3 separate regions of the Mus musculus genome follow, and regions 1 and 2 are each linked to region 3. A link is a contact called in public Hi-C data. All regions are on one chromosome and are shown on one strand. The core of a region is the stretch at or near the end of the contact, and the rest is flanking DNA. Distances in the headings are between cores, read along the strand shown. Region 1 overlaps Met (met proto-oncogene). Region 2 has its middle 3.7 kb from the start of Gm46953. Region 3 holds the start of Met (met proto-oncogene).

Region 1 (2,700 bases), core at 142-2,641, 100 kb after region 3:
ACCCTTGTATCATTTTTGATGAGACGTCTAATCATACCTTACCCTCATTTTGGCTTGAGTTGTTTGCGTCAGTTGTGTATTCTGCATATGGGTGGGCCATCGGGCAAGTGTTTCATTATAGCCTAGGACAATGCTTTCGGGAAGCTGTATCTGTCTAACTTTTGTCCCAGGAGACCTCCAACTCCCTTCTGATGTCATTGTCTGAGGTATACGGAATTCGAGAGTCTTTTTTTTTCTCTATTCTACCCCCTCTCCATCACAGACCCTGGAGCTCATCAGCCTCTCACAACTCTGGCTTCCTTGTCCCTACAACACGTACAAAGTTATTTATACTTCAAGGCTATGGTCGTTGTCAAACCATTCATAATAGCCATTATGAAATAAATAATTGGGGTAGGAAGTGATGCCTACACATGCTGCACTGTATGGCAGACACTCTTCTGGCTTCGGACTTGGAGGAAAGATCCACAGGCTCTCGTGTTTCTTGTACACTGAAGTTCCCTTCCCTGTTCATATTCCGAATCCTCCGTTTGAGGATCTGTCAACCAACGTCTCCATTTTTTTTTTAATTTTAGACAGAGTCTTACTCTTGTAGCCCAAGATGGTCAGAGTCTTACTCTTGTAGCCCAGGCTGGACAGAGTCTTACTCTTGTAGCCCAGGATGGTCCCAAACTTACAATGCAGCTGAGGAAGTTCTTGACCTTCTGACACTCTTGCTTCTGCCTCCTGGGAGCTAGAATGATGGGCGTGTTCTACCATTCCTGATGTTATATGTACTGGGAAAGGAACCCAGGGCTTTGTGCATGCTAGGAAAACTCTCCACCAACTCAGCCGTGTCTCCTGCTAGAGTCTCCTTTTGCCTTACGTACCTTTGAGGTCACAGTCCCCAGGCACATGGCAGCCATGGCTCATCAGCTTCAGCCTAGCCCATTTTCAACATTTGAAAACCTCCCCTCACAGTTTTGCTGAAACCATATCTCCTCATGACCTACTCCACCGGTGAGAAGTGTGACTTCTCCAGTATTGGAAATTCAACAGGAAGAAATACCTGTGCGTTTTGGAGGGAGATAAGAGTTTGAGACAGGGTCTCTAGCACTTCTGTCTGGCCTCAGATTCATTAGTCTTCTGCCTCAGCTTCCCAAGTCTAGGATTAGAGATGCGTGCCAGCATACCTAGCTTCATGGCCATACTCTGGCTACTACACGGCTCCATCCTGATGTCTGACGCCATGAACTCTTGGGTCAGTTTGTGCCTCTTCCCGGAGATCCATTTTCCCCTCCGTCCTCCCATAATCTTTCTGGTGCTCTCTGATTTTTCACAGCAGCTGTCCTGTTTCTCTATCATCAGTCTCTATTACAGTTACAGACTTATTGCACAACACTGTTAACACAGTTCAATCAGCCCTGGGACCTACCTATCTGGACAATAACTGACTTGGACAGGGTCAAAGATCAGTCGGCACTTGTTCAATGGACTTAAATTTTAACTGAAGTTCTAGAGCTTAAGTGTTTACCCCGTAAGTTTCCAGAATAAGAGTTTACATGCATGAAAACTTTGATGAGAGGCTGAGTTGAGAGTGAAATTATCTAGCTCGCTCCTGGGAGAGGATTTGTGTTCCCTACTTCGATGATCTTAATGGCTCTTGAAACAGACGAGAGTGGCTCGTTATTTATAACACCGCTCTCAGGAGGCAGAGGTGGGAAGGTTGCTGCCAGCTCAAGGCCAAAGTAGACTACAGGGTGAGACAGTACCCCCAATCCTAAGAAAAAGGGCAGGAGAGCTCTTGAGGGCCGGCACAGTTGTTTGGTGGGTAGAGGTGCTTGCACACAGGCCAGAGGACCTGTCTGCTCCCCATTGTGACCCCACAAGGTGGTCGGAGAGAACTGAATCCTGGGAGTTATTCTCTGACCTCCATGTATTCGCCATAGCATGTGTGCACATGCACACACACACACACAATAGATAGATAGATAGATAGATAGATAGATAGATAGATAGATAGATAGATAGATAGATAGATAGATAGATAGAAAAAGGGAGGGGTGGCTCTTATATTTGAACAAAGGAAAGAGCCATTAATGTGATGGCTTTGGCAGCTCTAACAACTAGAGAGCTGACCCTGGAGCTCCAGAGTTTCCTTCTGTCTCAGGATTCCAAGACATATATTGCTCTTTTCGCTAAATATTCTGAGCTATATTTGGTTCTAACTTCCTTTTTGGTATAGATTCTCTTTCTTACACACACAGACACACACGCGTGCGCCTCATCCCCTTCCCATAGGCTCTTTTGTATGGAAATGACCTGGAAATGTCACCTAGCAAAAACTATTGTCCTGTGTCCTCTGCACAGGGTGACTTGCCTATGCTGACTTACCTCCCTGTCAAGGTTGTCTCATGTCCGGTGGGGGTGGGGTAGGAAGAATGATATGACTGACCTGTGCTATTTTGAGTAGGGAGCTTTAAATCAAGAAAATGCCTATCTGTGAAGTTCAATAGACACTGCCAGACCTGAGGGTCAGGAACTCCTTAAATGTGTTTGCCAGTGTGAATTCAGATACATAAGGGGATTTTAGCAACTCCCTTAGCCCCTCCATGTCTCTCTGGTCTTCCAGGAAAATACTGATACAGCTGTTTCGCATTAACCAGGCACTTTAGCATGTTCAGATTTATTGAAATTAGTTTTCAATAGAAAACTGTTGCC
Region 2 (2,700 bases), core at 176-2,675, 78 kb before region 3:
CCCGGAAACTGTAGTGACAGCTCCTGCCGCAGAGCCTCGAGCTTCCTTGATTACCTGCTCTCTTCATCCATTCTCCATTGCTCCTAACAGTGAGCCCTGTGCACTTGGAGTAGGAACCAGCCCCCAGCTTCTGTACCTGCTGGGAGCCTCAGCTGCAGTCTTTATCCCCACTCACCGTCTAACACTTTGCAATTTCTGATGAAGCTTCAGATTGTAAGAAGATGCTGAGGAGAGGGACTGCGGTGGTGACTTGTTGGGAAAGAACACTTGCTGTGCAAACTTGGGAACCTGAATGGAAATCCTCAGCATCCACCTAAAAGCCAACTGGGACCACACATACCTATAACCACAATCATGCGGCTTTTACAGAGGCAAAGCTCAGGGATCTAATGGCTGCCAGCTTAGCTCCAGGTCCAAGAAAGTAAGGCAGAGAATAGGGCACTGGGTGTACTCCTGTGGCCTCCACATAGTTGTGCACACGTAGCACAAGAATGTATTCACACATCTGCACACCATACATACACGCATGCAAACACACACACACACACACATACCACGAAAACATTGGTTTCTTAAATTGCTAATAAGATATCAGCTATAGTTTCTAAGTAAACAAATGACAACAGAAAACAAAGAGGACTACAGAGGAGACCTCAGCAGTAAGGCCTGCTGCCAATCTACTCAAAATCTTCTTCTCTATTTTATTGATGAAGCACCCCAAACATAACTGCTGTGAATACTTGTCTAAGAGCTTATAGCCACGTGAGGCAGCTATCTACCCCTAAAATGTTAGTGCTGAAGGTCCAACCATACAACAATGTCACGTACAGAACAGCCCAAAGAAAGAAGGGGATTGTCATATAGCAAGTATTATTTCCTTTGAAACCACAAGCTTAAGAATGCAAAACAGACTTCCATAAATTAAACTAATTAACTTTCATGCAATCTGCTGCTCAGAACGCAGAGGCTAGAAGGATTTCCATATCTGCTCAGATATAAGTGTTTCCTGCAGAAAAAAAGTCATTCACAAGGAACAATGAGGGTGGGAGCAAGGTGTGAAGGAATCCAAGTGGTTGGCATGTTGGAAATCGGGCAGTGGAAAGAGATAATAGTCTCAAAGAGGTGAGTAGTGGGAGTGCTCAACCGAGCTCCGAGTGCAACCCAAGAGGGAAAGGAACAAGAGGACTCACCCTCGCCAAGTGGAGGAGGACTCACCTTCACCAGGTGGGGGAGGGCTCACCCTCACCAGGTCAGGGAGGACTCACCCTCACCAAGTGGAGGAGGACATGCCCTCGATGCCTGGGGAGATCACTGCATAATCGGCTCCTCATTTTCCATGTTTTCCTGCCTGGTGCTCACTATGCAATCTGCTCCATCACAGCTTGACTTCCCTAAAATTTATCTCAAAAAGGAAATGCATTGACCACAGACAGGAATACCCAGTTTCCCTTGGCTCTTCCTAAACTCACAACAGTTAATTTAATCTGGTATATAACCGTCTCTTTGTGACGCAATTTACCATGGGGGTAAAGATTGCACAATCAATTTTCGAAGCAGATATTATCAGATATACTTCTGTTTTCTTCTTTTCTTTCTTTCTTTGTTAGTTCTTTGAGAGTTTCATGCAACTGGTTATTGGTCTTATTCTGATATTATGAGATTACTAATCTTACAAGTTCTTGGCAATGTCATTCCACCATGGCAAAGGCTTTTTATGAGGCTCTGTGCCTAGTTGGTGCTCTGATCCTAGTGCCTATGTCTGCTCTAAATATGGGCAAAATGATTCAAAGGGGAAGGAAAAGAAAGGAGCCAAAAGAGAATATTTAACTGAGCAGAGAAGGGGTGTGTCCTCCCCATAAGTGTTAACTGAACAAGGAAAAAGACCCTTTCCCATTTGTGCATGTAAGTACATTGTATCGATCAAAAGATATATCACATACACAAAGCTAATGGACAGCAATTGGGGAACTATACTCAGATAAGGATATTAAATGTCCATTATTAAACTCAGTAGGTAATTTAAAATATTTATAATCTTTGAAGGGAAGTAAAAATGTATAAAAATTAACTTTTTTAACTTCTTAAAGTATGGACTGTTAATTAATGCATAATATAAATGTAAGAACATCTATGTAAAAATAATGCTACTAAGTGAAAGGTGCCTGAGAAAGACACTCCCCTGAAGGCATTTCTCTAGGGACAGTTATCTTGCTGAAACTGCACACATTGATCACAAAAGTGCCTCTGTGTGGTGAGGGGGAAATGAATATCTTTTGAAATTAATATTTAATTTCAAAGTTACAAAACACCCCTAATCATCCTTTAAGAAAGAAAGAAAGAAAAACAAGCACTTCTATTTTGCAACCTTGACATTTTCAAACACCTTGAGTCAATAGAAAAGATAACTAGAGTGTTGTTAATAATTGGTCACATGTCCAGTGAGATGCCTTCTATCCCTCCTGTGTCCAGTCACAGAGGCACACTCAAAGTGCATACAAGCTTGAGTAGTAGAATGATGTTTTCAGTTCTTCTCGTCTTACCACACTCCTGACTGCCTTCTTTTTTAATACAATGAAGACAGAACATAAAAGGTGGTCCCAATTAAAAGAAAATTATATATATATATGTATATATATATATATATATATATATATATATATATAGCCACATTGCTTTTGCCTGAATATGTGGCATACATGA
Region 3 (2,700 bases), core at 118-2,617:
TATAGACCCTTGAAGGAGATTTGAGAACTGGGTTCTAACCCTGGCTTTCTTAATACCAGCTGTGTGAGCTTCCTAGGAATTCGTACGGGCTGTTTTATTCATCTGCAAAATGATTCCGTGCAGGCCTCCAAAACTGTAATAGGAACTTTCCTTTTCCATCAAACTGAGGAGTGGTGAGGTAAACTGCTCTTGGGACTGAAATAGCTCTGTCTAGTGTCTGGTAATGTACTGAACACATACATAGCGCAGTTATAAGAAATGTATGAGACCTTCCTTGTCTTTGCTCTGTGTGTAAGACGTGTCCCCTGCACCTGTATAGTGGCTGTGGCTTGAATGACTCTCAAAGTTACTTCTATACATACCTCTATGTCCATTATCGAATCAGCTCTTCTGACAATTGGAAAGAACTCCTATTCTAAAAGGCAATGGATTCCTTAGATCCTTTCACCTTATTGTATCCTTGTAGGGAAATGCAAAATTTTAGAAACGATTCTAATAAACGAATCTTCCTAAGTAAATCCTTTTCAATTTCTTTTAATATTCGAGATTTGAACTTATGTGTTGGATTTGTTAGTTGCTATTTGTCTATGTAACCGCCTTGTGTCCATTTGTCTATTTAATTACCCTGTGTCCAGCTATGAGGAAAAAAAAGTGAAAATTAACCAGAAGCCTCCCCTGGGTTAAACTCCTGGGGTTCTTCCAGAAATCTGAGAAATTATACTAGGGGGATAATGATTGCAAAATGAAATCATTGGGACAATCCGTCCATGCACTCCCAACATTGTCTGTGACAATGAGCGCCTTGTTTCCGTGGCGCCTAGATCTCTGTCCACGCGGGTGAGTGCGGGGCCGCCACCTCGGGCGTGAGAGAGGCTGCAGCTCCGGGGTGCGCCAGGGGGTGCGTGCGCTTTGCGCGGGTGACTTTGGAGCACCAGGAGGGGGAGACTCGGGGCCACTGATCTCCCTCTGCGCTGGCTTCAGACTCCAGAACTGGAGGAGGAAGAGAAAGCGCATAGCTGGGGAGAGGGAAACTTCTCCACCTAGAAAGTTTCACCTTGCCGAGGGCGGGGGGTGGGGCGGGGCTTGAGGAAGTGCGACCCCCCGGGCTAAGCGTACTGGCTGCGGGAAGGGCGGGGACGCCAACCCCCCCCCCCCCAACCCTCCAAGGGTGGTGCCAGTCCCCATCTCGGGCCCCAGGAGGGACCGTTGGGGACAAACCTAGAGCGACAGGGACGAACAGACACGTGCTGGGGCGGGTACCCGGGTCTCTTCGCCTCCAGCCCGGACGCGCCCGGGCGCCGCTGTTGCCCGGCTGAGTCACGGGCCGGGCAGGGCGCGTGTGGGAAGGGGCGGAGCAGTCCGAGGGCGCTCGGCGGGGTTCGGCCCGGGCCGCAGGTGACCCGGACGGCCTCGCCGCCCGCAGCGTCCGAGCCCGGGTGACCCTGTGCGGAGCCAGATGCTGGGCGACCGCTGACTCGCTGGAGAAGGGCGGAGCGCGCGGGTGGTCCCCAGCCGGCTGACTTCGGCGCCGCGCGCTCCGGGCACCCCAAGGTACAAACTCCAGCCGCGTCGATCAGGCACCCAGCCTCTCCCAGCCCCTCTGCTTTCTTTGTTCCACTAAGGGAACTGGCTACTGCTCTGGAGGACAAGACCACCGAGGTGGGTGCGAGCCCGGGGGCTTAGGAAACTGAAGGTATGGGGTCGGGGAGGTGCAAACTAGAATTGAGCTTGTCGCTTTAGAAGGAGTGTTGTTGACGGCCACCTGTGTGACTCAGGGGCGCCAAGAGCATTAGGTGCTCCAGGGCTGCTGTAGCTCTGCAAGTTTCACCTCTGGGATCTGACTCAGCCCTTACAGAAGGGATCGGTCACCCTGTCCAGGGTGATACAGCCGGCAAGGTTTGAGCCCAGCTATTTCCTTGTTCCTAGTCTTGCTTTATCTGCCTTGAGGGAGCGCGCGAGGAGGGGGTGGGGGTGTCTTTCTCAAGGGCAGGTGTTTCTGGGATGGTCTGAATTTTTTATTCCTGGCAAACACACGGAGGGTGTGATCCATCATTTTCTATCCCACTTTATCTTTTTTTTTTCCTGGGACTCAGTGGAGGTGAAATACATTATAACCAGAGGTCAGGTAGTCTGGCTAGTAGCGGTGTAATTATTAAAAGACCAAAGAAAGTACAATGCAGAATTTATTCCAAACTGTGGTTTCCCATTTCCTACCTTTTTATGTTTAGAAGAGCCATTTGCTAATTTGGCAGTTGGCAGGGGTTCTAGGGGCTCACGCATGAATGCTCGTCCAGTGGCTTTTCCCTTATCACAGGCTTCTGTTCAAAGCAGCTCTGGGGCAGAATGAAAAATTGTCAACTTTCTTAAGCAAAATAATCAGGAGGCTCTAATGGCCAAGTTAAAACGGTCCATGACTATGAGGAGATTGTAAACGCTGTAACTGGATAGAATATAGACAGAATTTTAGGAAGACTGTCAGCATTTTGTAGCATTGGGTGGAGGTTTATTCTGTCGCTTCCAGCAGCCAGCCACACACACACACATTGCCATGCAAATGGATTCAGCAGAACGTTATTTTCCTTTATAGCTCAACTATTATAGCTGACTAATGAATTTCCTCTGCATGGAGATGATCTGAAAACGATGTACACGGTGTTTCCCTTTGCTACTGGGACATAAATTGTGCTTTTATGCCCCAGT

Evidence for each region. Hi-C and Micro-C count contacts between places; a contact is called where the count stands out from the background.
Region 1: a Hi-C map of liver shows a contact between it and region 3, with 3 times the contacts expected there. The contact joins the enhancer-like site here to the promoter of Met in region 3. A contact is called at or near these places in 5 of 39 promoter capture datasets (the 3T3-L1 cell line, hematopoietic stem and progenitor cells, liver and 2 more), 1 of 15 datasets of contacts at CTCF or cohesin (the NIH/3T3 cell line), 17 of 484 Hi-C or Micro-C datasets (the AML12 cell line, the Patski cell line, beige adipocytes and 11 more), 14 of 115 datasets of contacts at active chromatin or transcription factors (the NIH/3T3 cell line, bone marrow-derived macrophages, craniofacial prominence and 10 more) and 3 of 9 other capture datasets (adipose tissue, liver and pancreatic islet).
Region 2: a contact with region 3 is called in a Hi-C map of cortical neurons, with 2.1 times the contacts expected there. The contact joins the enhancer-like site here to the promoter of Met in region 3. A contact is called at or near these places in 5 of 39 promoter capture datasets (the 3T3-L1 cell line, 3T3-L1-derived adipocytes and liver), 1 of 15 datasets of contacts at CTCF or cohesin (the NIH/3T3 cell line), 13 of 484 Hi-C or Micro-C datasets (the AML12 cell line, bone marrow-derived dendritic cells, cortical neurons and 9 more), 5 of 115 datasets of contacts at active chromatin or transcription factors (the NIH/3T3 cell line, bone marrow-derived macrophages, embryonic fibroblasts and 2 more) and 1 of 9 other capture datasets (pancreatic islet).

Annotation. Positions count from the first base shown.
Region 1 is chr6:17,567,445-17,570,144 of GRCm38.p6, forward strand. The region is part of intron 20 of Met (met proto-oncogene); the gene reads left to right. Among named protein-coding and RNA genes, the nearest start is that of Gm52893, 27 kb to the left of the region's middle. Within about 2 kb of position 1,392, at least 8 of the 459 cell types and tissues checked have an H3K27ac peak or open chromatin away from gene starts, as enhancers often do. A contact at or near this core is called in hepatocytes and liver, where this site is marked.
Region 2 is chr6:17,384,251-17,386,950 of GRCm38.p6, forward strand. No RefSeq gene overlaps it. Among named protein-coding and RNA genes, the nearest start is that of Gm46953, 3.7 kb to the left of the region's middle. Within about 2 kb of position 1,426, at least 15 of the 459 cell types and tissues checked have an H3K27ac peak or open chromatin away from gene starts, as enhancers often do. A contact at or near this core is called in cortical neurons and granulocyte-monocyte progenitors, where this site is marked.
Region 3 is chr6:17,462,590-17,465,289 of GRCm38.p6, forward strand. It overlaps Met (met proto-oncogene), which reads left to right and starts at 1,368. Exons shown (of 22, transcript NM_008591.2): 1 at 1,368-1,659.